Regions from separate parts of the Gossypium hirsutum genome. Here regions 1, 2 and 4 are each linked to region 3. A link is a contact called in public Hi-C data. All regions are on one chromosome and are shown on one strand. The core of a region is the stretch at or near the end of the contact, and the rest is flanking DNA. Distances in the headings are between cores, read along the strand shown. Region 1 holds the start of LOC107903705 (WAT1-related protein At3g28050). Region 2 holds the start of LOC107903703. Region 3 holds the start of LOC107939214. Region 4 has its middle 28 kb from the start of LOC107903703.

Region 1 (4,140 bases), core at 573-3,072, 260 kb after region 3:
CGTCTTTCTCAATGGTGACCCAAAGGAAGAGGCATACATAAAACAACCTGAAGAATTCTCCTCCAGTGATGGTGAACAGTTGATATGCAAGGTAAAGAAGTTCATATATAGATTGAAACAAGCCTCCCGACAGTGGTATTTAAAATTTCATGTAGTTACCTCTTCGTTTGGTTTTGTTGAAAATATCGTGGATCAATGCATATACCAGAAGGTTAGCAGGAGTAAAATATGTTTCCTTATTCTATATGTGGGCGATATTTTACTTGCAACAAATGATAGAGGTATGCTACATGAGGTGAAACAATATCTTTTTAAAAATTTTGGTATGAAAGATATGGGTAATACGTCTTATGTCATTGGCATTAAGATTCATCGTGATAGACATCGTGGTATCTTAGGTTTATCTTAAGAAACCTATATGAACAAAAGTTTTTGAAATATTTTGGATGAAAGATTATTTACCGAGTGCTGCTCCTATCGTGAAGGGTGATAAGTTCAATTTGAACAAGTGCCTGAAAAACGAATTTGAGATGAAGCAAATGAAAAACATTCCACATGCTTCTATTGTTGGAAGCCTGATGTATGCTCAAATCTGTACAAGACTTGATATTGCATTTGTAGTTGGAATGTTGGGAAGATATCAGAGTAATCTAGGTATTGACCACTGAAGAGTTGCAAAGAAAGTTTTGAGATATCTTAAAGGGACAAAGGACTACATGCTTACGTACAAACGATCAGACAATTTGGAGGTGATTGGCTACTCCGATTCAGACTTTGTCAGTTGTGTTGATTCACGTAAATCAACATCAGGTTACATATTTATATTTGCTGGCAGAGCTATATCTTAGAGGAGTATCAAGCAGACCTTAGTTGCTACTTCCACTATGAAGGTTGGGTTCGTTTCATGTTTTGAGGCTACCTCACATAAAGTATGGTTAAAGAGTTTCGTTTCTAGGTTTAGACTTGTGGATTTGATTCCTAGGTCGTTGATGATATATTGTGACAATTCAGTTGTTGTCTTTATGGCTGTAAACAAAAAAAAGTGGAAGTCGAAGTAAACATATCGACATTAAGTATTTAGCCATAGGGGAACATGTTAAAGAAAAGAAAGTGGTCATTGAGCACATTAACACTGAGCAAATGTTAGGTGATCTTTTGACTAAAGGCATGCCACCATACAAATTTAAGGATCATGTTGTCACTATGGGACTTGTTCCCACATTGTAAATTTTCGTTAGAAGAACGATTATAAAGAAACTCTATTAAGTTTGATATTTCTCATATTTTGTGTGCACATTAATTTTATTATTTTGAAAAATGTCACTAAAGTTTAGACCTGGAATAAATATTGGGTTTATTCATTAAGAAATTGGGCTAAAACGTTGAGACATTATATATTGTGATACATGGAAGATACTACTCAAATTTTAAGAGAAAATATTGTCATGATTCATGCATTATGATACATGGGAGAATGTTGGAATTGTCTTTTGGTTCGTGGGAATGACCCCACGTTTTGCAACCCACTACTTTCATACTTTTGCTTGTGTGATAGTGGGAAATGTAATTGGTGATTTTTTACGAGAAATCACCACTATAAATACCAATTAAGCTTAAAGTTCCTACGTATCGAAAAAATAAAAACTAAAAATATTTCAACTAATGAAATTTTTTAATGCTTAAAAGATAGCTGTTTTCAACTTTTTATACAACTAAAATCGACGGCCTCAACGATGATTTGACGTACTCAACATGCTACATCTTTTGTGTTGTAGTATAATATTTAAATCATTATTTATGCTCACACAAGAATCTAGGTATTGGGTAAGGAGGCAATGACGAAAGGAGCTATGTCAGCCGCGACTTGGACTCGTTGCTTGTCGTCTATAACTCCTTGTTGGTAGCTATGGCTGCGTATGTATTTTAAATATAAAAGGACTTTAAAATTGATATTAATAACTAAAATTGAAATGAAAGTGTCCACTTATTTGCTTCACAATCCAACTACTTAAAATTCAGTCCTAGGAAGGAGGTGGCACAGAAGTTGATCGCAAGAACTGAAATTGGGTCTGAAGAATGAGGAAGGAGATGATTGGTTTGCCTATTGTAGGGATGGTAATGGCAGAGGTTGCTCAAGTTGGACTCATGATAATGGGCAAAGCAGCAATGTCCCATGGGATGCCCAACTTCGTCTTTGTTTTCTATTCCAATGCTCTTGCCTCTCTCATTCTCCTCCCTGCTTCTTTTCTCTTCCACAGGTACCGTTCGTTCTCTCTCTCTCTCTCTCTCTCTCTCTCTCTCTCTCCATAATTCCCATTTCACTATCTCCTTTGATTTTCCGTTTTCCCTGCAGGTCACACCGTCCTCCACTCACTTTCTCTATTCTTTGTTGGTTTTTCTTGCTTGGCCTTCTTGGGTATGTAAGATTAATGGAAATTATGATGTGGGTTTTCAGTTACATAACTATGGATTTGAGGGCTTTCATTCATATTTTACATGGTATTTGGTATGCAGTTGCTTTGCCCAGATTTCTGGGTATGCTGGGATATATTATAGCTCGCCTACTCTGGCAACTGCCATGCTTAATCTCATCCCAGGTCTCACCTTCATCCTTGCTGTTGCTTTCAGGTTATTATCTCTTCTCCTATCGTTGTGTGTAATACTCTGATCAATCTGATAACTAAAGGATAAAGTATATGTGGACGATGGGATGCAAGGCCATTTAATCTATTTACTCTTTACTTCCCCTGAAGTACCACTTGTATCCAACACATATTTATACATAGGTTTGACAGAAAAAATGAGCATACCCTTTCGGGCAATCCTGGTATTCCAGTTTGTAAAAGGGTCAATGGTTGGAACTGAGTTTGAAGTAATATGTCTGCAGCCATTTTGTTTGTTTCTATACCTCATAAATTCTCTTGGGATTGTTTTTGTATTTAAGAAATATGGTTGCTTAGAGGAAACAGATTGCAGTCCCTAGGAGGTTGCCTGCTCTTACTCTTACTGAAGTGGGAAATTGGGAACTTATTTAAGTGACAAATTTGTTTGATCTCCTTGCACAAATAGTTATCAATTCATCTCCTTTATAGGCTTCTTACAACTCAGGTTCCTCTTGATGATGGTTTTCGCTGCTTTTCGTTCTCATTTTGAGATCCTGTTGGCAAGGACTAATATGAATTCCTTTTAGCCAGCAACTGATATGATCAATGTAGACCTTGCGTTAAGTATTGTTTGATATTGCATTCTTATTTGTATAAGTTGAATCCGGGTGATAATGTGATAACGCGGTGTAGATATCTGGAAGTTCCAGGTTGATTGTTGTGGAGGGTTTTTTTTTTTTCTGAAAAAGATTGGAAGATGTTTGAGAAGAATACTATACTTCTACAATTGATGTCATTGGGCTTCCTGTTTCCATCCAATCATTTTTCTGTTCTTTTGTCTCTAATTATATGTCATTGCTTGAGCTGTGAATGAACTTAATTGACTACTTGCATTTTTCATACTTGTGGTGCACAAAGTATTGAAGTGCAGTTCTGTACTAATGTAACAGTAGATGTGTAAAATATATGTTGTAGATAGATTTAAGTTGATGAATTTGGTGATTTCAGGATGGAAACACTGAATTTGAGAAGTAGCACTAGCCAAGCCAAATCACTGGGAACCATAGTGTCAATTGCTGGGGCATTCATTGTTACTTTCTATAAAGGCCCCTCACTTTTGATGGCACCCTCACATTCAAGCTCACCTCATCTACTTCTGGGGCAGCAGTCTAATTGGGTCATTGGAGGATTTCTCCTTGCAGCTGATTGCGTGTTTGCTTCTGCCTGGCTTATTGTACAGGTCCAATCCTCTTCTTTGTATCTGTGTAGAAAGTTGAATCAGGTTTCATTGTGATTTCTTACTTTTAAGAGAAAGGAAATGATTTGTGCTCCTTAACTTTCAGGCATCAGTTCTTAAGAAATTCCCAGCTGAGCTTTTTGTTGTCTTCTATTATTGCTTCTTTGTCACCCTTCAATCGGGAATAATCTGTTTGATCATGGGAGGAGATCTTAGTGCTTGGAGCTTTAAACCTGATGTGAGATTGGTTGCTGTTATATACTCAGTAAGTGGTCAGGGTCCGAAATATTCGTTACTACA
Region 2 (3,888 bases), core at 399-2,898, 350 kb after region 3:
ATCTAGTAGTTATGATATAAAATTGATAATAAATATAAAGTTTCCCACAATATGATAACTTCACACAAAGACATGGATGGTTTAAATTTTACTTAATTATTTATTCACATTTAAACTTATTATAAATAAATGTTTAAAAATATTTTCTATCAAATATAATTATTAAAAATAATTATATCTAACCACATCAATACCTATATCATCTCAAATCTTAACACTGTAAAAAAATATTGACCAATTATATCTAACCACGTCAATATATATCTATATATGTTATTTTTCTAATTTTATAATTTTATAGTAATATTTATATTAATATTAATTAAAAATAATTATATTAATATTAACAGAAATTCCTAATTTTGAATTTTTTTAATATTTGATTGCTTTTTATGGATTCAAATAATGCAAAATTCAATAATATTCAAAGTTAAATAATATTTAATTACTTCTCAGAGTAGATTCAAAGTGGATAGGAACTATCCTTTGAGTATTCATTATCTGAATGCAACTTTATATTTTATGAATAACAAAACGATATCATAATTTGTTTTATTTAAAAAATTATTTTTGAAATACTTTTTTATTTAATAAATTCATTTTTAATAAATTTAATTATTTTTCAAAAAATGTTATTTAAAATAGATTTAATTTAAATTTAAATTTAAAATGGATAATAAATACTAAAAAAGTCTATTACACATGTATGTGTCAACGAGTTAGAACTTTAGTCTAGCAAACCGCGTGACCTTAAATAATTTCCTACTATTGAAAAATGAGAATTCTCGCAGAAATCTTTTAAGGTACTGAAGCAAAGTGCAAGCAAACTCGAAAGAGAAATAAGCCATGAACGAACAAAAAAGTCACAAGAAAAATAACGTACACCAACTGTTTGACTAAATTCTCTAAAAAATATTCTATTACTTTGAAGGTTTACAACTGAGTGAGTACAAATGAAGGGGAAGATCTTTATTTATAGTTGAACTCTCTCAAATCTAATGGTACAATTGAGTTACATCAACGATCGAGATTAGAGCCCATCTACAAGATGAGAGTATTAAGGGATTTAAACTCTATACATCTTTATTCCTTATGATTTACAATAGTAACTCTAGTTTTACTAGAGTGTTTCATTGGTCACCAATGCTTAAAGTAGATGGGTTTCTCCATATATACCAATGAGTTAAGCCAATTCAATCGGGTCAAATGAGCCCCATTGAATTAGCTGACCTCCATGAGTTTCTCCATATCTACCATTACTAGAGTGTTTCGCATACAATATATAATGAAACGTATGATTTGAAACTAATTAATCATAATAACGCATGAAATATGTACGATATTAAAATAAATAAATTAGAATAAATTGTAAGTAATACGAAATTTAAACACAAATACATCATATTAACAATATTAAATACACTACAATTTTGTTATCATGATGTTGTATAAAGTTGATAGAGATAACAAATTATGCATATTAACATAAAAATGAATAAAACATATTAAAATAAAACTTTAGTTGAGTGATCTAATTAGTATGAGCTCAAAACCTACCCTATGCATGTTTTTATTATTTTTAAAAATAAAAAAAATTAAAATACTCTCGAATAATATAATTTATTTTAAATAGAAAAATTTAATTTTGTAATAGATATTTATATTTTAAAATGCATATTAAAATTTACCATTCCTAAATTAAAAGAAAAAGGAAATACAAAGGCAGGGTAATTCCTGAGGCGGAGGAGCATAAAAAAGTATAATATGGCGGATAAGGCGGTGGGTTGTCAAATCATTGTCCAGCCAAAGGAACTCCCTCTCACTCACACGCATGCTCACTTGTATTATAATTACTGTAACACAAATTATAATTATGACTTTTAACACTTTGACCCCAACTCCTCACATTTCTCCACGTGTAGCTCATGCCGGCTTTCCATAAAATAATTATAAAATCCTGGTTGTAAATTTTGTGTTGCCGTTTTGGATGTGAATAGTGAGAGGCAAGGCAAGGGTATATAATAAGTTAGTTGGGAAATGAGGAAAGGCCTGCTTGTGCTTGGTTGAGTTGAGTGAGCCTCTTTGTGTAGGGTCGTATTAGAAAGAGACTGCTGCTTACTTAACCTCCTCTTCCCTTCCTTTCCTTATCTTCTTCTTCCTTTTTCAGAATTCATGGGGAATTGCCAAGCCATCGATGCGGCGGCCTTGGTCATTCAGCATCCCTCCGGGAGGCTTGAGAGGTTATATTGGCCCATTCCCGTTAGTGAAGTTATGAAAATGAATCCCGGTCATTACGTTTCTCTCATCATTCCCTTGCCTGTTTCCCAAGAGGAGGAAGCCAACCATCATCAAGATCGAGATACAGTGCGTTTCACCCGTGTTAAGCTCCTCCGCCCCACCGATACTCTTACCCTCGGCCACGCTTATCGCCTTATCACTTCTCAAGGTCTTCTTCACTTTCTTTATTTGCAAGGTTGTCTTTCTTTTATATTGATTTCTCAACTTTCTCTTGTTTCCTGTCCCTGCAGAGGTCATGAAGTTCATGAGAGCCAAGAAATATGCAAAAACCAAAAGGGAATCCATGAAAAAATTGCAGCACCATGGACAAGACAACCTAACTTCAGGAGGAAAGTCTGACGCACACATCACCAACCAAGTATGGCTCTCACTTATCTTTCATATATGTTCTTCCCAACTAAGCAATCTGTGAATATGGGTCCTCAAACACCAGTTACTCGCCATGGGGAACTATAAGCAAAGTATGATAATCATATTGGAAGGATATCATAAATTGATTGTTAAAGTTTCCATCTGCATTAAGATTAGATATAAACTTAACCAGTTTGGAAAACTTTTCATGTTTCATTTGAATCTTTCTTTCTCATTCAATCCTAAAAACTTAGGCGCTTATGTTCTAAACTTTCCAGGAACTAAAGAATGAAAGACAAATCTCACGGACATCATCTGTGAACGCTGCTTCAATGAGGTCAAAATCATGGCGGCCATCATTACAGAGCATCTCTGAGGCTGTAGGCTAATAGTTTTGTTTTCAAGTTTCTTTTCTTAAGTGCAGATTGGTTTTAGGAATGGCAATGAACTGCCTCTTTTGTTCAATGAAACCCCAAATTAGGGAAAATGGAAATTCACCAATCGAATGAAGGTGATAACCAAAGATTTCAACTTGCAATCAAAGCTCCCAACTTGAAATCTGTTTCAAGAAAAATAAACATATGTAAAGATTCTCAGTTCAGAGGAACATTGGATCCTAAATTGTATTACAAGTAATATTCTTATATGAAATTAGGACTTTCAGTCTTTCACTCACTACTTTCATACAAATCCCAAACTTGATCACTTTCAAAAAGTACAACACAATGCTATGTTGATCAAACTCTTTATTTTATGGATACGAGAATATGACTTTCAAGATCCTCCAATTGTATAAAAAACTTTAGAAAAGTTTAATCATATCCGTGTCTGATACACATCTATATCTAACACTCATATCTGAGTTTGAGTGAATATTTGACTCCAAGTAACATAGTTACAACTGATGATAATGGAAAATAATGTTATGAATGTGATGATAATGGAAAAATATGTTATGAAACATGTGGAGGAAATCATTTGGGAGAGTTTGAGTTCCAAACCTCCCAATCATGATCAAGGTGGTTTTGGGCCCATAACAAGGATGCCCGAGCAGCAACAGGTGCTCCAGGTAATTTCTTCTCCTTCAAAGCTACAAACATATCTGTGAAAGGCTCCACCAACAGTGTTCCAGGTCCTCCATACTCATTGTGCAAGAAATCATTAAATATCTGTTTTCAACAATAGAAAAAACAGTAAGCTTCGCAAAAATTTTAAGTTCAATATCAAGACTTGTATTCT
Region 3 (4,426 bases), core at 974-3,473:
AACCTCATTCTATATAATTCAATCCAAAAATCATGTTATGGAAAATTACTATTTTACCCCTATCTTTAGACTTTTTTACAATTTAGTCCCTAGGCTCATAAAATAAAATTTCATGCAATTTCACCCCACCCAAGCCTAGCCAAATAACATATATGCTCATAGCAGCCCATAAATTTCACAATTTCACACATTTACCACACAATTTACTCAATTTTCAATTTAACCCTAATTGGCAATTTCATTAAAAATCACTTAACAAAAGTTGTTTAATTAACAAAAAAGATTCACATTCTTCCATTAAACTTCAAAAACATAAACATCTAGAATTTACTCATGATAAAACCCTATACTTTAAACCATTTTGCAAATTAGTCCCCTAATAAGCTAGGTTAAGCTACAACGATCCCAAAAACCTAAAAATCAACAAAAACGGGACAAGATAACACTTACATGCAAAGGAAAAGCTTAAAAAAATTTATTCTCTTCTCCTATGGTGAATTTCGGCTATGGTAAGAAAAATGGGAGAAGATGATAACTTTTTCTTTTATTAATTTAACCTTTATTTACCTAATTACCAAATTACCCTTACCTAACTTTAAAATTTTCATAATTGCCAAGCCACACACATCCACTAACTCAATTAATGGTCTAATTACCACATAAGGACCTCCACTTTAAATTTCTATAGCTGTTTAACAACACTTTTAGCTAATAGAAGACAACTTTTACACTTTACGCGATTTAGTCCTTTTCATCAAATTGAGCATACAAACGGTAAAATTTCTTAACGAAATTTTTATAAAATAATAATGTCATGCTGTAGATCACAAAATAATACTAAAATAAATTTTTTGACCTCAGATTTATGGTCCTGAAACCACTATTCTAATTTCACTAAAAACGGGCTATTACAAAAGTTGACACAAAATTGCATTTGATCAAGATCTAAATAGAGATCAAATCTTTCACGTGCTTAAAATATAAAAATTAAAAAAATTAAACAAAATTATCATAATTAATTAAGAATTAAAATAATAATAATCTAAATATGAAACATAAAATAAAAACTCCATTCAAAATTTTGCATCTTGCGTCTAAAGCTTCAAATGAAAAATCATGGAGGATAAGTGTAATCTTCAACACATAAGAATTTTTATTTCTGAGTAAGATCATGCTGACAACGTATTATAAAACTAAAAGAAGAATATAAAGATTAAGAGAGAAAGAAAGATTTTCTTTTCTTTGTATTTTTTTTTATTATATCTATTCTATTGATTGAATAAGTGATGATCCAATGGTTCTTACTCAAAGAATCTTTGGACTTAGTTTGAAGGTTTTATTGAATCATCGTGGTTCTGGTATGAATCTGAAGTTTTAATTGATTCATAGGGTCTTAACAAGAGAATTCCTATCAAAAAGAAAGAAAACAAGAATAAAGCCACATTTCATACAAAGAACAAATCAAAGTAAAGAAAAATAAATAAGTAGGTAAATAGAAGATTCAAGAGGCCCGTAACGCTCAAGATACAATAAGCTTGTACATACCCTCTATTTATAGGGCTTCAAGTACCATAAGTTAAAAAATAATAAGGACCAACATTAAGAACTGACATTAAGATACTCTATAAATTATTTAGGGGTTATAAAATAATTAATTTAAGGGTCATAGACAATTATTGTTTGAGGGTTACAATAAGATATATTTAAGGGAATTATGGATATCCACTTATCAATATATTTACAACAAAAGCATATTTTTATAAAAAAAGTAAAAATATTTCTTAAAAAAGAGTAAAAACATATAATATATTAAAAATTAATTTTTGATATAATAAAAGTATATACTTTATGTATTAAATCTTCTTTATTTTTTTGAATTAATGTATTTTTTATTTTCATATTACCATTTACAATGATTAATCCTTTTGAGATTAATATCCTTTTTAAAAGTTAAAGTTTTCTGATCAGGATAAAGTAAAGTAAACTATACATTATTAATAAATTTATTTCCTTTAAATGATAAATCATGATATAATATAAAATTATATACTATCAAATATATTTTTAAAAGGATATACTATCAAATTTTAACATATATTAAATATAATTATAAATCATGAAAATACATTAATCCCGTAGTAATACACGAAGATCCAGGTATAACCACATCATGTTGATTTTCTCTCTCTTTCACTGTCACAGCGAGTGCCCTTTACCTCTTTTGCTTTATTATTATTAATTTTTCTTATTGCTTTTCCTCCCTTTTTCTTGTCTCTTTCCCTTTCCTCTTCTTCTACTCACCACTCTACTCTTCACGGTGTCTCAAAAGAAACCAAGAAAAAGAACCATCTTTTCCTATTGTTATTAAAAAAACTAGGAAAAAAAATTGAAAAGCACACTGTTTTACTCTAGCTCAAAGTGTTCATTCACTTTCCTGCAAAAGTCCCAGATTCTGAATAGGGTTTTGCATTTCTTCTCAATGTGTAAAGCTTGAATATCCTTTCATATCTAAGAGCTCTTTGTTGGGTTTTCTTTTTCTTTTTCTTGCTTTAGTGGAAGTGGCAATGGGTAAAAATGTGTTGGTCTTGGGTATTGCTCTTTTGCTTCTTCTTGGAGGTGTCACTTCAGCTCCTACTACTTCTTCACCTGCAAGTAAGTTTCCAAACAAATGAAAAAGCTCGCATTGATTTTGATCTGCTTCTAGATTTAAGCTAAATCCTTGCTTTAATGGAAAATGAATTTGATTCTTTGTTCCTGCAGAGATCGTAAGTGGGGTTTTCTCTAATGCCGTGTCTGCCTCTATGAAATGGTTATGGTCACTCAAATCTACCACTAAAACAGGTTAAGATCTCCGACTATTAGAATTTAGAATTAAAACCCACATTTCCTCTTTTTTTTTGGCTTTGAGGTTAGCATCTGATGTGGTGGTCTCCATGGTATTTTATGTATGTATAGCAATTACTGGCCGTCCAATGATGAAGTTTGAGGGTGGATACACTGTGGAGACTGTGTTTGATGGAAGTAAGCTTGGGGTTGAACCTCACACTATTGAGATTTTGCCCAGTGGAGAGCTGCTAATTTTGGACTCTGCTAATAGCAACCTTTATCGGATGTCTAGTTCTTTATCTCTGTGTAAGTGGGTTTCTTCTTTCTCGTAGTATTATTCAAATGGTTGGCTTTGTTAATTTTTGTTGCATTTGCATTAGTAATTCAAATTGTTTGCCTTGTTTGGGTAATGCTTTGTTTTTTTAGTGTGATCTTTTCTTACTGAATGTTTCAAGGCTTGTTATTAATGGAAAAAGTTGAGGTATTTGCATCTGTTGGCAGTGAGTCCTGTTGCTGAACCTGCCTCATAAAGGACAGTGCACGTTTAGCTGAGTTGGCATACATTCTCCATTGTCCAAGTGCTGAGTGCAATTTTTTATTTTGATGGTCTTGTTAGAGTTAGAGCAAGTTGTTTCATCTGTCAAGCATTTTAATGTACTTCAAATGCATTTCCATTTCATATATTTGAAAGATGCCGGTTATAGAAATATTTGTAAGTTAGAACTTAGATGAATGGTGCAGATGTTCTACCAATATTTTATAAAATATTGTTATGTTTTTCTTCAAATAAATTGGAAACAAATAGATCTTTCACTAAGAGCATTTAAATAATTTTGAGGATTATAACATTTTCAACTTGGTAACTTGGGAATGCTGTAAACTGTAAATGTATATATCATAGACGTTTGGCAAGTTCAATGGAATGTAAACTTATCGTGCTTCTACTCAGTTTTATTCTTCTTAGGTTATTTTGATGTCTTAACCAGTCATTGCAAAATTTTTAAGATAAAGATTCCGTCCATTGTGTGATGTCTCAACCGTGTTACTCTTTTCTCTCTGCACTGCATGCGTATTACCCTATTACGATGTTACCTGGGATGCAGATCAGTCTGTACAAGGAACGATAATTAGAACTTAAATCGCTACTAATATGAAACCTAATTTAGGGGTAATAGGAATAAAATACAATTTATTAGAACATTGAACGTATTTCTGGAACTTAGATATATAGTTTTTGTGTTTGTATAATTAAATAAGTCTAAATTGATGAATAAATTCTGAAGTTTGTGAATTGTTTGTATTACTCAAATTTATGATGAACTATATGCTGTGGGATCATTATTCTTACTGAATTGGATCCCTAGTGTGTTCCTTTATTGGGATCATGCATACCAATACAAAAATGGCTAGGGAGATGGCAGTTTCTGGTAAGAGAGCCCTATTAAGATTGATTACATGTAAGGTTCTGGTATTCACTCAATCAATTCCCCAGTCATGCTTGTCTTGCGTTGTCCATAGAAAAGTCTTTTCTTGTAAACATTTCATTTAAATTATGGGAGAAATGCAGATAGTAGACCAAGGCTGGTTGCTGGATCCCCGG
Region 4 (3,875 bases), core at 959-3,458, 320 kb after region 3:
ATATTGACACATTAGAACTGGGAGAAATAAATGAAGCTAAGCATGATTTAAAAAAATATTTATATTTTTATAATTAAAATTTTCATATTTTATACTATAAAAAATTATTATAAAATAATTATAAAATCTAATATATTTATTATTAAATTTTTTTTTATAAATATGCTTGATAATATATTAAGAATATTATTTAAAATTTAAGATTATTATTGCTAAAATTGATTATTAAATAAAATTGTAATATTACATAATTTATTAAAATAATACATTAAATTAATAATTTATTATATTGTTAAATATAAATAATTTAAAATGTGTGTTTAATAATATTCAACATTATAATATTTGATATTAATACTTTAATATGTCTAAATTTTTTTAAAAATTAAAATTTATTATTAATATAATAATATTATACTTGATTCAAGTTAATTTTTATATAAAAATAAAATTATTTATAAATGAGTTCCTTTTAGAAAATAATTTTACTTTTCAAAAGCATAAGTCTATAAGTCATTTTCCATAAAACAAACACAAAAACATTTTGTATAAATTATTTTTGATGCTTTGGATTAGTTTATCACATATGTCTATTTCGGCATTTGCATGTTGGGCCATGAATTATTTTTTGCTGAATGGTTTAGCCCAATGGACCAACTCCAACATCCAGGACTTAAGTGTTTTGTGGACTTGGTGTTCAACATTTGATGTTCATCTTCTCAGCCACAAAATTTGCATAGCCATAATCTGATAAGAACAATAAAGCTCAAAGATATAGCAGATATGGGATGATTAATTCATTTTAGCAAGTTATCATCATTTACAATAGAGGTGAAAAGTGGGTCAATGTTATACATGCTTTAGCTTATCAACTTAAAATATATTTTGCTCAAATCAATGTAAATTATTAACCAAAACACATTCAATTTTTTATAATATTTTTGTGTTTTTTATTTATTTTTATGATATACTTTTTTTATGATTAGATTATAATGTTCCATGTTAAACTTTAATATGATATTAATTACATAATACATTATCAAATTGAAAAATAACTAAAAGCTCAACTTATATTTTAAATAAGCTTTGAAATTATAAATGAAGTCCAGCTCATTTAGGTCTATAAGTACTTTATTTTTTCTATTTTAAAAAATGTTTATTATTTAATGTTTAGTAACATATTTTTAATATTTAGATTATAAATATTAAATATTTAATATCAATACCATATTAATTACATAATAGATATCATTTTTTGTTATTAACGCTTCTGTTAATAGTAGTGTTAGAAAATATCGTTCCTTGCAGAATCACTCCTTGGTAAGATTGTACTATTTACTCCACTATTGGGATGCCTTGAAGAGCATGACTTGGAAGCTCAAACACAGAGACTATTAAGAAGTTTAGTTCTTAACTTTTCTCGGGTATATAACTACTTCCTCTCCCTCCACATTGAGTAAATTGTTAAAGCACTTGTAGTTAAGTTTGCAAGTAGCACTTTTTTTACCAAAATGAGTTACAAAAGTGTAATTTTCACGAAACTATCATTATATCCACTGTCTTCATAATTGTTCTCTTAGTACTCACTATTAGTAACATGAACGTGATTTCCTTCACCTTGATTACTCATCATTCATAGCATACTCTTGTGAGTTAACAGGCATCTTTTTCATATCTACAGAATATGCAACTTGTTTCACAACTGTTCTTTTGATAACTATCTTGAAAAAACTAAATAACGGATCTAATGTTTCATTTAGGGATTTTTGATCTTTTGACAAATCTAAATACTCAAAATTTACTTTGAACTTTCATTCAAAGATCACGACAACCACTACAACTCTGACCATTCCATCACACTTATTTTCCATGATATGTTCCGATCTTTCTCTTCACAATACTTCATTTTACCGGATTGTAACTTTTGCTCACTTAAACAAAGGAACACATAACATTAAAAAATATATTATAAAATTAAAAACATATGAACACAAACTTGGATATAAGAGCGCATCTCATATTTGAAGTCAACTATATATATTTGCGCTTAATCCCAATCCTTTTACTTTAATAGTTTTTATCCAAAAACATAGCAATTGCAATCAAAACTTGAAAAAGAGTTGAAATTGTAAGAGCGAGAGGAGAATGTGGTCCTGCGGAGGGTTAGGGCATCACGAAGGAGCAGTCTTTATCGGACAAGCAATTAATAAATTACTTAATCATACAAGTGGGCGAGAGGACCATTGGTGCCCCCACAATTCCCGGAACTGCCCATGCCCCTACCTGCTCAGCTTTCCATGTATGAATTCCATGCTACTATTCGTAATAATTAATAAGAATATTCATATTTCTGCTATTAATATTATATTATTCGTAAGTTTTATATTTTAATTTTGAAAATTTAAGCTTGAACTCAAATGATAATTATTTAATATGTTAATTAAAATTCTATTATTTTTAAATTTTATATTATTATATGTGTAATATTATGTTATTATGATTTTTCTATATAATACTAAAAAAAACTCATCGTTTTAATTAATAGATTCAAATATTATTGAACTAAAATTTCAAAAGTCAAATGATATGGTGATTAAAATGATCAAAAATGAAAATAAAATAATTGCTTTTCTACCTAAAATGTTTGGACTTTTTGTTGAAATCAATAAGTAATAATTTCAAAAACTTTCTATTCATTTGGTAAAATTATCAGTTTGTCTCCTACGATGAGATAACTTCAATTTGACAAATTAAGAGTGTTGGTAAAATCCAACTTATTAAAGATAAAAAAAATTAAATGTTTTGCTAATTATTAGGGCTAGACTTTTCTAGATTTTCCGACAAACCATTTTCTAAATTGTTTGTAATATTGTTCTGTTAAAGCATTAAACTTGCTCCAACACTCTTTAGAACTTGTTGTACCAACTTTAAAAGACCTAAATTTAGCTTTAAAACTTTTGCATTAACAAAATACAAACTTTTCACGACAAGATAATTTCATGTTATAACAAATCTCACTTTGATTTATCGGTAGATGGATGGGAAGTTGGTTTCTCCAATTTAATTAATTTCTTTTTTAAAATTTTAGATTAATTTAATTTCGAAAGTCAACAACTAAGGATAACTAATTACATTGTTAATGTCTTCTATCAATTGTACATAATTTTGATTGGTATTGGTATAATAACAAATTTATCTTTCAATGTTTATATATTTTGTCATTTTAGCATTAATTCTAAATGTAACACCCCAAACCCGGTCTAGACATTATGACCAAATCTGGAGATGTTACATATAACAACCGAAAATCCAGTTCTTGTAAATTTCGGAAAGAGTCGTAAAGTTTTATCATTTAAAAACCTCGGTTTAAAAGAAAACATATCTAACTTTACTTTTTAGTTGAAAACGACACTTGCTTACATTTTTTAGAACGTATACTTTGCAGCTAAAATTCTTAGATCAATATGTACAAGAAAATCGAGTTTATTTCCTAGAAATCAATTGTTTTGAAGGAAAAAATAAATTTTGTCGATAAAACGTTTAAGTTAAGTAGTATTTTATGAAAAATGAAAATAAAGTTTAAAATCCCAACGTCCAGACAGTCCAAATTTTACAAAACACTTTAACCTAAATTAAAATAATAATAAACAAATTAAACAAAATACTTTTATAACCAAACTCCCGTTGCACCGAACCGTCTAAGTTTGAGGATTACCTAAAAATAACAGTCAAATAGAATATGAGTTTTCAAAAACTCAGTGTATAACAGATAACGTAACAGTTAAATTATATCAGACAGATTTAGCAGAAACAGATTCATATCATAGCAGTACAGATACGAACATATAATCCTACCCTCATACGCTACACATCAA

Evidence for each region. Hi-C and Micro-C count contacts between places; a contact is called where the count stands out from the background.
Region 1: a Hi-C map of leaf shows a contact between it and region 3, with 2.0 times the contacts expected there. The contact joins the promoter of LOC107903705 here to the promoter of LOC107939214 in region 3. A contact is called at or near these places in 15 of 34 Hi-C or Micro-C datasets (callus, hypocotyl, leaf and 2 more).
Region 2: a contact with region 3 is called in a Hi-C map of leaf, with 3 times the contacts expected there. The contact joins the promoter of LOC107903703 here to the promoter of LOC107939214 in region 3. A contact is called at or near these places in 5 of 34 Hi-C or Micro-C datasets (callus, hypocotyl and leaf).
Region 4: a contact with region 3 is called in a Hi-C map of leaf, with 1.8 times the contacts expected there. The contact joins the enhancer-like site here to the promoter of LOC107939214 in region 3. A contact is called at or near these places in 2 of 34 Hi-C or Micro-C datasets (both in leaf).

Annotation. Positions count from the first base shown.
Region 1 is chrD05:47,302,903-47,307,042 of Gossypium_hirsutum_v2.1, forward strand. It overlaps LOC107903705 (WAT1-related protein At3g28050), which reads left to right and starts at 1,823. Exons shown (of 9, transcript XM_016829849.2): 1 at 1,823-1,914; 2 at 2,020-2,258; 3 at 2,354-2,416; 4 at 2,515-2,628; 5 at 3,612-3,843; 6 at 3,947-4,105. The coding sequence starts at 2,077.
Region 2 is chrD05:47,399,166-47,403,053 of Gossypium_hirsutum_v2.1, forward strand. LOC107903703 reads left to right here and starts at 1,649. Exons shown (of 3, transcript XM_016829844.2): 1 at 1,649-2,446; 2 at 2,529-2,656; 3 at 2,928-3,324. The coding sequence starts at 2,173. The coding sequence ends at 3,038. It overlaps LOC107903702 (protein PLASTID REDOX INSENSITIVE 2, chloroplastic), which reads right to left. Exons shown (of 3, transcript XM_016829842.2): 3 at 3,438-3,818. The coding sequence ends at 3,624.
Region 3 is chrD05:47,046,484-47,050,909 of Gossypium_hirsutum_v2.1, forward strand. It overlaps LOC107939214, which reads left to right and starts at 2,224. Exons shown (of 7, transcript XM_016872507.2): 1 at 2,224-2,652; 2 at 2,761-2,841; 3 at 2,956-3,132; 4 at 4,394-4,426. The coding sequence starts at 2,565.
Region 4 is chrD05:47,371,098-47,374,972 of Gossypium_hirsutum_v2.1, forward strand. It overlaps the pseudogene LOC107902296. Among protein-coding and RNA genes, the nearest start is that of LOC107903703, 28 kb to the right of the region's middle. Within about 2 kb of position 2,209, at least 3 of the 9 cell types and tissues checked have an H3K27ac peak or open chromatin away from gene starts, as enhancers often do. A contact at or near this core is called in leaf, where this site is marked.